Linked DNA regions of Mus musculus: region 2 is linked to region 1. Evidence: chromatin contacts called from public HiChIP or PLAC-seq data. All regions are on one chromosome and are shown on one strand. The core of a region is the stretch at or near the end of the contact, and the rest is flanking DNA. Distances in the headings are between cores, read along the strand shown.

Region 1 (3,737 bases), core at 460-2,959:
CACTCGAGAGTCTTACTGATGTTATCCAGAGACACCAAAAGTGGCCTAAACCATGTAAGACTAAGGGTTTCCTCTTCAGAAGGCACACACAGTAGATCAGCATGCTAATTTTTAAAAAGACTTATTTGTTATATGTAAGTACACTGTAACTGTAGCTGTCTTCAGACACCCCAGAAGAGGGCATCAGATCTCATTGCGGATGGTTGTGAGCCACCAGGTGGTTGCTGGGATTTGAACTCAGGAGAGCAGTCAGTGCTCTTAAACGCTGAGCCATCTCGCCAGCCCCGGAAGTGACTCTTCAAATGGACCCTTTGGAAGGAAACTGGTGTTGTTCTCAAAGTTCAGTGCTGTCCTGTGAGAGATTTGTGCTGTGGTGCACACCAGGGGCACCGAGCCTCAGGTCACAATCTTTTGTGTTGGATATTCCTTTTACTCCCTTTGGCGATTTCCTGTGTTGATCAGGTGACTGGCTATCAGCTGCCTTGTCCCCAATCCACGGAAGATTTGCAATTCTGAAAACAAATCTACATCTGTTTTATAGGTTTTCACTATGAAGATAGGAAGCCTGAAGCAGATACTCAGTAATTAATAAAGTCATGTCTTAACATCTCGCATGATTGATGCGAGTTGACCCCATTGGGCGGCTTCATTGACTTTTCATTTTAAGTGACCAATGAGTGATATATCATAGTGTAGTTTAAAGTTTCAAATATGTTTTCAGACAGAAATATTCCAAGAATGCAAGTCAGGTATATTTCTCAGATAAATAACAGCCCCAGCATTACGTACGGGGAAATTCTTCCTTCTCAGGTTTCCCTAGGTTGAGATTCAGGGGCCTGTCATTAATCATTCATTAGGGTCGGTCCTCCAGTCAATGGAAGTTGAAGAGAGCTGTTGGCTAACTCCTCCAGGCAACGGATCATGGGGTCAGAGAGGACAACTGGGCAGTCCTGGTGTTCAGACTCAATTCATCCTTGCCTGGAGTTCAAGTGTGTCTGGTGTGTGTGTGTGTGTGTGTGTGTGTGTGTGTGTGTGTGTATGTTCGAGGGCGTTCACCTGTTCCAACACAGACATGGGTTTTCCTGAAGAAAAAGCTGGACACGTCGTGCATCCACAGAGTTTCTTAGAGGGCAGCCTGAGACCTGGCATAACAATTCAGGGTGGCTCTCTAGTGGAGAAATAAACGCACACCTTAGTTCTTTAATAAATCAATAACAGCGAGAAACCAGTCTTCTCTCCCACCCTGGGCCACCCCAAAACCTTCCCAAGTTCTGCTGCCAATCAGTTTTTGGTTCCCTTCGGAAAGTGGTTCCCAGGCTCCAGATGGCAGGGGCCAGCAACCTGGAATGCGGGTGCTGGGTAAAGAGTGAGTTGGCTGGGACACATGTGACCACAGAGGACGGGAACCCATGCCCACGTTGCCGTCCGTCCGTGCCCCTTGCGTGGAGAGCAGCGCGCGCGGAGCCGATTCCGGAGCCGCTGGCTCGGGCAGGGGGTGGGGTGACTGGGTGGCTCTTGACAACCGCTGGGTTGCATGACCCGTGCACGGTCGCAGCCAGCGTCCCGGGGGCAGCTTCTGAGGGCGAGACACCTCCTCCCACTCCCGGGATCGCATCTCCCTCCTCCTTCACACCCCCGCCCCCGGGACCGCGGCGCTCCCTCCCCGTACCGGCCGTGAGTACACAAAGCGGCGGGTGAGGGGAAGCTTCGCAGGCGTGCACGGAGCAGTGAGATCACTGGCGTTATAAATATCCCGGTGCCAGCGCCGAGATCCGCTCGGGTGGCCTCTCTCTCTCCCCCTCTCCCTCTCCCTTCCCCGAGGCTATGTCCACCCTGTGCGGCGAGGGAGGCAGCGCCAGAGGCACGCAGCCGCGCGGGGGCTACGGAGCCCGGAGCCAGCCCTGCAAGATGCACTTAGGACCCCCGCGGCCGGAAGAATGAGCCTGTCCTTGCTCTTCCTCATCTTCTGCAGCCACCTGATCCACAGCGCTTGGGCTCACGGGGAGAAGCGTCTCACTCCCGAAGGGCAACCCGCGCCTCCTAGGAACCCGGGAGACTCCAGCGGCAGCCGGGGCAGAAGTAGCGCGACGTTTTCTTCGTCTTCTGCCTCCTCACCAGTCGCAGCTTCTCCGGGCAGCCAAGGAAGCGGCTCGGAACATAGCAGTTTCCAGTGGAGCCCTTCGGGGCGCCGGACCGGCAGCCTGTACTGCAGAGTGGGCATCGGTTTCCATCTGCAGATCTACCCGGATGGCAAAGTCAATGGCTCCCACGAAGCCAGTGTGTTAAGTAAGTTGCTCACTCTCCAACAAAACCTGTTCTGGGAGGGACGGTCAAGATTCCTTTGGGCCACAGGCACCTCTAGGAGCCCTAGCGTCTGGGACTCTGCTGGTTCTGGAAAGAGTCCGGTAGGGTTTCGTGGAGATGCGTCTACTCAGAGCGAGCAGACGCACCCTTCTGTCTTGGGTAGTAAGCATGGGTAAGCCCAGGTGAGGTTACCGAGGTGAGACAGGCAGCTCTTTTCCAGAATGCCCGGGCCGAAAAGACTAGCCACCCACTCTAGCTGGAGAAGAAAAAAAAATAATAATAATAATGAAAGAAGTAACAATCTTTCTCCTGGTACAATTTCTTTCTACTTATGAACTAGAACCGCATTTTTCTTTAAGCGTTAAGTATATCTCTATTCCCTGTACATAATTTACGTTTATGAAAAGAACCCATCTGAGTACTTCCATTCTCCAACTACAAATATCCTATATATCCCATATTATGTTTGTTTATTAATATCTCTATGTAACTCCGAATGCTTAGGTATCTTTCACACGAATACATACATATGTAGATACATACATGCGTACATAAGCGCGCGCGCACACCAACTACACAGGTCTACGTAGAATTTACGTGTACATGCGTTTTGGAAGGGCAAAGTTCTGCTTGCAAGAAAGCAACATGATCTGGAAAACCGGACAGACAGTATTATGACTAAGTCCGGTGCTGAGTTTAACAACATTTAGTAGGCTGAGACCCTGACAATGTTAACCTTTGGTTTCCAGGGACAGATGGAGTAAAGTTCTTAATTTTAAAAGAATTACAGATGAGGTTGGAAATGGTTGTAAATTGAGCATAACTTAAAAAAAAAAAACATCAACCACCCAACCTGAAATTTTTCTGAGTTCTCTCTTTCTCCTTTCCTCTTCGCTTCCACCCCCACCCGCGTTTTCTCCATTCCATCTGCTTTTCTGGACCACCACGTTAATCACTCGCACTCCCCTCGCTGCTCTAAGCTGCTGAGGTGAGCGGAGGTTTGGAGCTGTGTGCATGCATGGGACTGTAGTTGTCTCTGTAATCCTGCAAGCAGTTTTCTCACTAGGTTCAGGTCGGGTTTCCAGCAGGGCTCAGTCCTCCAGATAAAAGCCACAGCAGGGACCGCTCAGACTCCCATGGAGAGCGGAAATGGGGCCAGGAGATAGTGCTGCGCAGTCACCTGGCTCCTCTTGTCTTCCTGGTGGCTCTCGGGTGCACTTCACTAGACCAGCGTCCCCAGAAACTAGAACACTTTTGTTTACTCAGCTCCAAGAACCACGGGCTTTATTTGTTGGGCTGACAGTCGGCTGGGGCCTGTGGGGAGGGTTTGGAAATTCAAGCACAGGTGGGATGGCTGGCCGACCAGTCTCTTTCATTGAGTTAAGAGGATCAGGCTAGTGAGATCCGGTGGTAGCTTCCCGACAGGTGCTGTT
Region 2 (3,984 bases), core at 635-3,134, 57 kb after region 1:
GCCTGGTCTACAAAGTGAGTGCCAGGACAGCCAGGGCTACACAGAGACACCCTGTCTCGAAAAAACAAAACAAAACAAAAAAAAAAGAAAAAAGAAAAAGAAAAAAATTATTTGATTCTATGGATTATTCTATTTATTCCCTTTTGCAGGAAAAAAAAAAAAAAAAGCAATGGCCAGATACACACGGTTTCTGAGGCTGCCCAACAGTCAGTGGCAAATGCTCTTTTAATTCTTTTTTTTTTTTTAAGATTTATTTATTTATTTATTATATATAAGTACACTGTAGCTGTCTTCAGACACTCCGGAAGAGGGAGTCAGATCTCATTACGGGTGGTTTTGAGCCACCATGTGGTTGCTGGGATTTGAACTTCAGACCTTCGGAAGAGCAGTCGGGTGCTCTTACCCACTGAGCCATCTCACCAGCCCGTGGCAAATGCTCTTGACTGCCGTCCCAGAAATATTATTTGATATGTGAGCCATTCTATAAAGTCCTCTTCAACAACCTTTGTAACTGCTGCAGCCTTGTTCAGAGCCCATGCACTTCTTTATGTTGGGAAATGAAGTCTAGAAATAGTTCCTATTTCTTTCCTCCTCTATACCCATTGAGAATGTAGGTGGCTCAAAGGCCACACCTACCTCAGTCTACATTCTCCTGAGCCCCAGAAATCCCTGTCAACAAGGACTCTGTGAGCCTCATCCCACTGAAGGTGCATGAAACCTGGCTGAGGGATGGTCAGAAGGTCAGGGGAAGGGCAGGTATCTGATCTGTAGATGAGAGGATAGAGGAGTGTTCTCTAGGTTGTGCCAATAGAGAAACTGTCCTGGGAGTCTGTATTAACTCTTCATTATATCATCTATATTTCTGTGATTGATCCCCATCCCCAAATTTTGAAGGCACAAAGCTATATAAGATCAATTTGTAGGTCAAATCGACAGCAAATGTTTTAAGTTAGTTATAATCAACCCTGGATCCTTCCACCCCGCCTTTATGCATCCTTTAATCTTATTAGAGTTCAATGCCAATAATCTAAAACATCACATCATATTCTCAGGCTTCGCCGGGTTGCTTCTAATCACTCCATAGGGTGAGTCACCTGGCCTCTGATCCTGCTCCTAGAACCTCCTTCCCTCCACCTGATCCAAAGCAACAAGAATGCCATTTCCTTCTTCCAAGAAGGTCTGTGTTGGTGTAAGTAGAATAAAGAATTAATTAACCATATTTTTCATGATACATTTCTAATTTAAATATTCTTCCTTCTAGACAGTAAGAGTCATTGTCGTATTTCAATACAAACTTGTTGGAAATGTAATTAACAAAAAGACAGCCTCCCTGATTGGACAGGAATTCAGGCTTTTGTGAGGTTCATCTCCAGGTGGTCTTTATCCTGCCCACTCTGCTGGAATCTCTCTCCTGATTACAGTTACAGTGTCTGTCACCTTCCCCACAGAGCACTCCAGGTCCTTTCCTTTCCCCCTACTGAGCAAGCCAACTTTTAAAAGTACACCCTTTTTTCCCTTCCTATTTGTTAAAGTCTAACAAAAGGGAGATAAACAGATTAGAAGCAACACAGAAGGTTTGCTCAGGAGTATGGCTTCGCTATCACAAAGCTGTTGAAATCTTAAGAAACCCAAGTTTTCAGTAATCATGTAAGACAACAGTGATTTCAGTGGGAATAGGTGGGAGGGAATAGGGGCTTGGAGAGTTCAGATGCAAAACAACAAAGTTATTTTAAGGAGCAACCCTAATGATCCTTGGCTGGAATTCCGGGTAGACTGCCAGGTGAGCTTTTGGCTGGCAGGCTTGGTGCCCTTCAAACCATCCCATAGTATGGCTTGCACCTGTGGGAAAAGCTGATCCTTTGGAGCGCCTGGGGCAAAGGAGAAGAGCCCGGATGCTGTGTTCTGGCTGGGGAGACTCAGGCAGTAGCACCACCCACAGGAAGTTGGGATAAGTGCCTTCCTTAGAGAGAAAGCAGCCAGGCTTATGGTAAAAGACATCCATCCAAAGAAGAAGCAACGGGAAAGGTTGTAGCTGAAATGGTGTCAGAGAAGCCCTGTGACAAAGGCAGACTTCGAAAGTATATAGTACTTGAAGTTCTAGCTAGAGCAATAAGACAACACAAGGAGAACAAGGGGATACAAATTGGCAAAGGAGAAGTCAAGGTATCACTATTTGCCGATGATATGATAGTATACATAAGCGAACCTCCCTCCTCCCCACCCCAAATTCTACCAGAGAACTTCTACAGCCGATAAACAACTACAGCAAAGTAGTTGGATATAAAGTTAACTCAAACAAATCGGTAGCCTTCCTTTTATACATATGCTAAATGGGTTGAGAAAGGAAGTAGGAAAACAACACACTTCACAATAGTCACAAGTAATATAAAATGCCTTGGAGCAACTCTAACCAAACAGATGAAAGATCTGTATGACAAGAACTTCGAGTTTCTTTTTTTTTGTTTTTTTCTTTTCTTTTTTCTTTTTGGTTTTTCGAGGCAGAGTTTCTCTGAATAGCCCTGGCTCTTCAGGAACTCACTTTGTAGGCCAGGATGGCCTTGAACTCAGAAATCTGCCTGCCTCTGCTTCCCAAGTGCTAGAATTAAAGGCATGCACCACCACTGCCCGGCAAACTTCAAATTTCTTAAGAAGGAAATTGAAGAAGACCTCAGAAAATGGAATGATATTCCATGCTCATGGATTGGTAGAATAACATAGTAAAAATGGCCATCCTACCAAAACCAATCTACAGATTCAAGGCAATCCCTATCAAAATCCCAACGCAATTCTTCAAAGATATGAAAGAGCAATTCTCAGTTTTATATGGAAATACAAAAGTAACAGGTTGGTCCTGGACTATCATCCTGGACAGTGTGACAGAAAGCTGACCATCATTTCCTGTGGTGGGTACAGACCTTGCAGTCTAAAGAACAATGCAACATAAAGGAAATGAAGGGAAAAGAGGAAACAGACCCTCTGTGTTATGCATTTTGCTTCTTTCTGTTTCCTTCAGTTTTATAACCATGACTTGAAGGGACTTATAAATTACTGTAAAGACCATCAGCAAAGAAAGTAAAAGGTTACAGTTTGGTTATGGGTCCTAAACAAACAAACAAACAAACAAATAAAAGAACTAGAGTTAAGACTTGATTTTCTAAAAATCTAAACCCAAACCATGTAGCTATTAAATATTGACTTAGGGTTGTATAAGTCACTTAAATACTTAGTAATTGTCTTAAATGCTTCTTTCACTTAGTGACCAAAGACATACATAACAATCATATTAGCCTAGTGCCTAGGGAGATGGCTCCGCCTGTAAAGTATGTGCCAGCACAGCAGGAGGATCTGAGTCTGATCCCCAAATCTGCAAAACAAGCACAGCGTGGTGGTGTCTGTCTATAATTAGACCATTTGGGAGGCAGAGGCAGGAGGTTCCTTAGGGATGGCTGGACAGCCAGCCTAAATGATAAGTAAACTCCGGGGTCAGTGAGAAGCCCTGCCTTAAAAATGAGGTGAAGGCATCCTTTTGAATACCTGGTCCCCAGTTGGTAGAACTATTTAGAATGGGTTAGGCGAAGGTGTGTCTTTGGGTGTGGCCTTTGAAGTCTGAAAATACTCCATTCCCAGTTAGTTTTTTCTGTGTTGTTGTTGTGTTTGATGAGAGCTCTCAGCTGCTCCTTCAAAACCATAGCCTCCCACTATGCTCCCAGCCATGCTGATCCTAGACTCTAACCCTGTGAATCCACAAACCACAAATACATTCTTTCTTCTATAAGTTGTCTTTATCATGGTGTCTTATCACAGCAATAGAAAAGAAACCAAGATAGTCAACAAATCACGTATAAGCCTATAATGGAAAGCATTGGAATAGTCGATAAAATTAATATAATTCTCCACTCTTGAATAGTTATGCAGGCCAAACATCCAGAAAACAGTTCAAGCATTAATGTTATCTTTAATTATATTTCAGGCAGTTTTAAATTA

The links. HiChIP or PLAC-seq counts read pairs in DNA pulled down with a chosen protein or histone mark.
Region 2: a contact with region 1 is called in an H3K27ac HiChIP or PLAC-seq map of stem cell-derived epiblast-like cells, with 3 times the contacts expected there. The contact joins the enhancer-like site here to the promoter of Fgf5 in region 1. A contact is called at or near these places in 1 of 15 datasets of contacts at CTCF or cohesin (stem cell-derived epiblast-like cells), 3 of 484 Hi-C or Micro-C datasets (cortical neurons, differentiating embryonic stem cells and nephron progenitors), 4 of 115 datasets of contacts at active chromatin or transcription factors (embryonic stem cells, epiblast stem cells and stem cell-derived epiblast-like cells) and 2 of 9 other capture datasets (adipose tissue and pancreatic islet).

Annotation. Positions count from the first base shown.
Region 1 is chr5:98,252,475-98,256,211 of GRCm38.p6, forward strand. Fgf5 (fibroblast growth factor 5) reads left to right here and starts at 1,710. Exons shown (of 3, transcript NM_010203.5): 1 at 1,710-2,286. The coding sequence starts at 1,938.
Region 2 is chr5:98,308,822-98,312,805 of GRCm38.p6, forward strand. No RefSeq gene overlaps it. Among named protein-coding and RNA genes, the nearest start is that of Cfap299, 18 kb to the right of the region's middle. Within about 2 kb of position 1,885, at least 11 of the 459 cell types and tissues checked have an H3K27ac peak or open chromatin away from gene starts, as enhancers often do. A contact at or near this core is called in differentiating embryonic stem cells, epiblast stem cells and stem cell-derived epiblast-like cells, where this site is marked.